2 separate regions of the Gossypium hirsutum genome follow, and region 1 is linked to region 2. The links are chromatin contacts, called in public Hi-C maps. All regions are on one chromosome and are shown on one strand. Each heading gives the region's core, a stretch centred on a gene start, on an enhancer-like site or on the middle of the called end of the contact. The rest is flanking DNA. Distances are from core to core; before and after follow the strand shown.

The links. Hi-C and Micro-C count contacts between places; a contact is called where the count stands out from the background.
Region 1: a contact with region 2 is called in a Hi-C map of leaf, with 2.8 times the contacts expected there. The contact joins the enhancer-like site here to the promoter of LOC107918464 in region 2. A contact is called at or near these places in 7 of 34 Hi-C or Micro-C datasets (anther, hypocotyl, leaf and 1 more).

Annotation. Positions count from the first base shown.
Region 1 is chrD13:50,968,550-50,971,677 of Gossypium_hirsutum_v2.1, forward strand. LOC107919487 (putative multidrug resistance protein) reads right to left here. Exons shown (of 7, transcript XM_016848941.2): 7 at 2,572-3,040. The coding sequence ends at 2,665. Among protein-coding and RNA genes, the nearest start is that of LOC107919487, 5.5 kb to the right of the region's middle. Within about 2 kb of position 1,757, at least 9 of the 9 cell types and tissues checked have an H3K27ac peak or open chromatin away from gene starts, as enhancers often do. A contact at or near this core is called in hypocotyl and leaf, where this site is marked.
Region 2 is chrD13:50,932,164-50,935,295 of Gossypium_hirsutum_v2.1, forward strand. LOC107918464 (protein NDR1) reads left to right here and starts at 1,513. Exons shown (of 1, transcript XM_016848036.2): 1 at 1,513-2,461. The coding sequence starts at 1,701. The coding sequence ends at 2,318.

The sequences.
Region 1 (3,128 bases), core at 507-3,006, 37 kb after region 2:
CCCTTCACTGATATTATTAAGAAATTAGTAGTGAAACTATAACCCTGTGCTTCCCAAGAAACTGATCTACATAAACATTGAGTTGATAATCGAACCCCATTTACCACCATCACTCTCAATGTACTCCTCGATTCCACTGCCAAATTCAATCTTTTAGCCACGTTAAAATCTATAAAATTATGTGTGCTGCCTGATTCCACTAATACAACCACCTTAGTTTGACCAATTATAGCTGAAAATCTCATAGTATTATGTCCCTGCAATCTTTGGAGAGCATGCAATGATAACACAGGAGTAGGAATTTCTAGAACTTGATCTACTAGATCCAATTGCTCAGAATAATCTTGAGACTCTTCAGAAGTTGGACTCTTCATGTCAGAATCCTGTTCCCATAATGGCTCACTAATAAGCTGATACAATTGAGACTTGGAACATTTATGACCTGGTGAGTACTTTGAGCCACACCAGAAACAGAGGCCCTTCTTCCTTCTATCCTCCAACACTGCTTAAGCTAAAGACTTTGGGGGAGTTATTTGTCCTGAATTACTACTTGTCGTTCCCCCTACTATTGCTGAGCTCTCAATTCCTTGATGCATTTTAGAGATAGGGAATAAAGGTCTAAAAGAACTAACTTCACAACCAGCAATTAACCCTTTCCTTATTGGTCCTAACACAATATTCTCGACCTACCTAGCCAAATTATAACCCTCCACCAATGTTTGAGGCTTAAATAACCGAAGGTACTGACCTATCTCAGGTTTCAAATTACTAATAAATATGCTTAGTGCATAGGTCTCTGGAAATTTTAATTGATTCAACAAGCTCAGAAATCCATCATGGAACTGATCAATAGATCCGTGTTGCTTAAGAGTTACCAACTCAGCCATGGGATCAAAGAGAGAATCAAATCCAAAACGTTCCTTTAGTCCCCTAGCATATACCTCCCAAGACAACTAGTGCAACCCTCCATGTCTGTGCATAAAAAAGTGATGCCAGTCTAATGTATTTCCCTCTAGATGTAACATAACTACCCAAACCTTTAGCCTCAAAATATTGTTCTAACTTAGACCACCACCCTCTAAAATTTCCACCATCAAAGTGAGGACAGTCTACTCGAAAAGAAGTATTCACAGTTTCCAAACTCCCTCCTCGCGAAGACACACCCGAATGTCCTAGATCTGGCATAGGAGACACTACTAAATGTTCCTTTGCTGGAAAATTAGGAGAAAAGCCTAAGATACCTTTTCCTTTGCTAGACATCTAGTAACTGTAACAGGAGGATTTTGTCCAAAATATTGTTCAAACAAAGAATAGAGCTCAGAACGAAGTTGAGATCGTACCTTTGAACGAACCTCAGATTTAATTCCTTCCTAAAAATCCTTCAAACGTGCGTCAATCCTTACATCTAACTGTGTGAATTCGACTTGTAGTTGAGTAAGCTCACCTTGCATCATTCCCAATTATTTTTGGTCACACCCTCCGCGGCAATGAGAATCAACAAAGTTCTGATACCTTTGTCACGTAACGGATCTGGAAACAGTAAAAGAACAGAAAAGAAAAAGAAAAGGAAAAAGATCGAGAGAGAAGAAGAAGAGAGTACTGAAGAATTTTGATTTTAAATTTCATAACTATTTTTCTCTTAGTTACTAGTATTTAAGGAAACTAAATAAAGGACTAACAAATAACAGTAACAATAGCCTAAACCATACCGTTTCAATAAACAATGTTTCTTGCAAAACGAATCATTTAAGTTAATGCTAATCTATTGGTCAAAACGCACCGTATAACTAGAACAGCAATAAGAATTAAAACGCAGCATTCCAAAGAGACGAAGTAACAGCAATAACAAAAATATGAAAATGACTGTTGGAGCCATTCCATAACAAACATGAGAAAGTTGAATCCAAACAGACATTTTATTCAAATTAAACTCTAATTTCTGCAAATTAGGTTTCCATTTGAGCAAAATCATAGGTTTATTTTGAATATGTCAAGGGCCATACTCCAAAACTCAGTCTCGAGCTTCTGAAATAGTGAATTGAAAAATGAACAAGTTGTCTCCAGCCAATTTTACCTCCACAATCACGTTGTTTACCCCCTCTGGATCGATCCAAAATTTGGCAGCCCGCCCAAAAATTGAGCCACCAACTAAAATTGCCTCCGTCGAACTCCCTCTTCAAAGACATCACTCGGAGGCATAACAATGCTAGAGCCATCCTGAATCAACGGAGGGAAAATTTCCAAAGTTTGCTCAAGAATAGAGTCAAACAATTTCCTCCAATCAAGAGAAGACGACTGAACCATAGCAAAGAAAAAACATAGTACAAAACTCAAAATCAACCAAAAAATCAAGAGAGTTCAGATAAATCAACTAAAAAATCTAAAACAATTAAAAGAAAAGAGTCCATTTATGGGTTATTTTATCTTTTGCTTTTCTAGCTATTCGATCGGGCATCGAAAAACATTGATTTTCTGTTTGTATATGTATTATTAAAAAAATACAAAGAATTATGACATATATTAATATTGAAATGTAACTATATTTATCATTGAAGTTATAAATGTCTACATATCAAAGCAAGGCAATCAACAAAAATCCTTTGTTCACATCTACAAACTGGTGAATAACCGAATCATATTGTCTTCAACTTCAAACTTCAGGTTTTACCTATAAGGAGAACTCCCACCCTGTAGTTTTATCAACGAATAATATGCTCCACCACGGCCTAAGGAAAGCAGTTCATTATGCGAACCATGTTCCGCAACTTTCCCGTTCTTGATAATGGCGATGGTATTAGCTTTTTGAATGGTCGATAGCCGATGAGCGACCACCACGCATGTTCTGCTCACCATCATCTTCTCAAGTGCTTCTTGAACCAATTTTTCTGAGACACTATCAAGTGCACTGGTGGCTTCATCTAGCAGGAGAATTGAAGGGTTTTTTAGTATGGCTCGTGCGAGTGCGATCCGCTGTTTTTGACCCCCTGATAGTTGAACCCCTCTTTCTCCACAATTTGTGTCGTAACCATCTTTCATCCCACTGCAAAATTACAACACAAAAATGGTGTTTTCATTGACTAATAAAGCTCTAAAATTAACACTAGAGAGTTTGCAGCTATGATTTGAGA
Region 2 (3,132 bases), core at 263-2,762:
TCAACATAACGACACCATCAGTAAATAAATGAATCCAATTGCCTATTGGATCAGGATTGCGATCAAATTTGTGCAGTCCAAAAGAGTATTGCTTAAGCACTCCAAAGTATTGTTTGGCCCAACTTAACGAAGACTTCATGGTCTCAACAGAGTTCCATGATATATTTTGAAAGATAAAGAGATTCTTATTTTTCCATATGCGCCTAGTGATTAAATCGAATAAATCGAACCAACGAACCCCTACATTAGGCAACCAAGTTGAAGAGCCCAAATTGATTTCCATCCACTCGAAGAGATTACTAGAAAAAACCAATTTTGCATACTAGCAGGGACAACCATTTTAAATACATGATTTAAAGAGAAAATGTAAAAAAAAAAACTTCTTAAAGGGGTTATTTTTAGATATTAAATGAAACTTTAGATAAACTTACAAAATAACTAGTTTAATATTTTTTTTAAGAAAATACAACCAAATTATGTATAGATTAAATATAATTTAACAGATATCAATTAACAAGGTTGCCAATTAGACTTTATTTATTAAATTTAAAAAATAGATGGACTAAAAGTAAGTAAAAAGATTAAAATTTTAAAATTAAGTCAATAGACTAAATTTTAAAAGATTGAAAAGTATAAGGGATTGATAGATAAATACTTTTTTCTCTCTTTCATCCCTCCCAGCTTCAGCCCAAATGGAAGGGAAAAAAAGAAAGCTGCTAGCTTGTCATGATTAAAACCCCACACTTGTACAGTACTCTATGTTTCTTCTTTTTATAGATAGATTAGGTTGATGGGACAAATATGAGTTAAACAACTTACTTTTAAAATCAAAATTTCTTTTTTTGAAGCTTATGTTTATTTTAGTGTATATATATGATTTTTTTAACAATTTTTTTTATATTTTTTTATTATATCTGTTTTTTATACATAATATTTAGAATTACTCATAATCTCTCTTTAATTCATAAATAAAAGGATAATACACTTCAGCGCACTCAAACTCACATTCTTCTACAATAGCAACAATAATTATGTAAATCAAACTAAAACTGAATTTACTTGACTTGTTGTTTTTAAATGACATAACATCCTATAAAATTTGAATTTCATGCAATATTTTACTTACAATGCAAAACATAGATTTACAAAAACGATCTCACAATTTTATAAAATTACTGATGACTTACATTTACAACGATAGTGTCAATTAAAGTGATATACAATACACCTCAAATTACGGTAAGGCAAGGTCTTTGCCTACGCAAAATGAAAAATTGTTGTTTTAAAAAGATAAAATTACATATTAATGTTTTAAAATTTAAAATTCAATTTTAATTTTTTTAAAATTAAAAAGGTTTATTAAAAAAATAAAAAAAATTCACAAATATCCATATTTGATTCAGGTGTAATGGGATTAGTCAAGTATAGGGTTTGGGTAAGCTGGTAGCTGGGCCCATATGAAATTATTCAGCTATTATTTTATATCAAGTGAAGTCTTTTATTAATGGCACCACTATATCTTATTCACAATAAAAACAACTTTATTACATTATTATTTTAAAATAGAAGTTAGCTAATAATTCTTTATATGCTGTGCTTTTCAAAGCCAACATGTTCTTGGCCCTTCATTTTCCATCTTTGCCTTTCTTCTGAATCTCATCTTTTGCAAAACTTCACCGATTTCCAGCCGCCGGAAAAACATGTCGGCTTCCCGTAACCAAGGAGGCTGTGGATGTTGTGGCGGCATTTTTAGTTTGGGGATGTCGGCACTTTTCATGTGGCTATGGATACATACTTCAAACCCCAAATGTTCCATTCAAACTCTATCCTTGCCTTCCCTTAGCAGCGCCTCGAACCTCACAGCTGACCCTACCTTTAGCCTCACGCTAAGGTTAGTCAACCCCAACCAGCTCAAAGGGATCAAGTATGATCCTTTGAACGTCACGGTTTATGACTTTCCAAACAAAAGTAATGTCATAGGTAACATTTTGATGCCAGGGTTTTACCAGGGTTACAGAAAGAAGGCTACAAAGCCTGGTCAAGGCACCGCTAACACCACGGTGGCTTTACGAGCGGTGTCGGAGAACGGAACAGGAGTTTTCCGGGTTGATATGGCGACGGCGGTGAAGTTTAAGACCTTGTATGGTTATTCGAAGAGGCATCAGATTAGGATTGGAGCAGATGTGGTGGTCAACGCTAGTGGTGTTAAGGTCGATCGTAAAGGGATCAGGCTTAGATCTATGGCACCCAAGATGGGAAATTCTTGTGTGGTGCTGCTTGGAGCTTTGTTCAATTTCTTGCTCTTCGCTTTTGCTTGATTTATGGTGAGTTGTTTTTCATGGTTTTAGCATATTTTTAGATGCTTTGTTGTAGCTGAGAAAAAGAGAAAGAAAATGGTGATGTTAACGGCTTTAACTTAATTGAATTATTTGTATCAAATGGTAATTGTATTTCTATCCCATTTTCATACCCCAGTCATTAATTTCATTACCCCGAACTTCAAACAAAACCATAACAAACATACAGTATTGAACAAATATGAACATTAACAGCATCTACCCTATTAATTTGCTTTCCCATCAACCTAATCTGAACAGTGTGTTTAATTTTCACTAGAAAGAGGCTTCCCAAAATACCTCTCATTCCTCTCTCACTGAATTGAATGAATATATGCAATCTAAGCACAACAACAATAAGGGACTTGCCTTTGAGCTTAGAGGCAGCCCAAGCTAACTCCTGATCCCAAGTTCCAACAGCTTTGTTAATATTACAAAGCTGCAATACCATCTCCCAAACCTTCTTACAGAAATCACATTAAAAAAAAAAAATGGTTTCTAGTTTCAGCAATCCTAGAACAAAGCAAAGCAACGCCCATCAACATTGAGACCAAAGGAACTTAAACGATCCCTGGTAGGCAACCAATTCAAATCTGCCATCCAAGCAACAATAGAATGCTTAGGAATGTGCAAAGAGAACCAAAACAATCGATGCCAGCACACTTTCCTCCCCTTATCTCTAATATCCTCCCACAGCCTTGCAGAAGCAATCTTACTGCTAATAGGAATTCTTTGCACACTACCAGCAGCAAGCTCCTTCAACTTAAGCATTCTTCTCTAGTTCCAGCTACTTGTA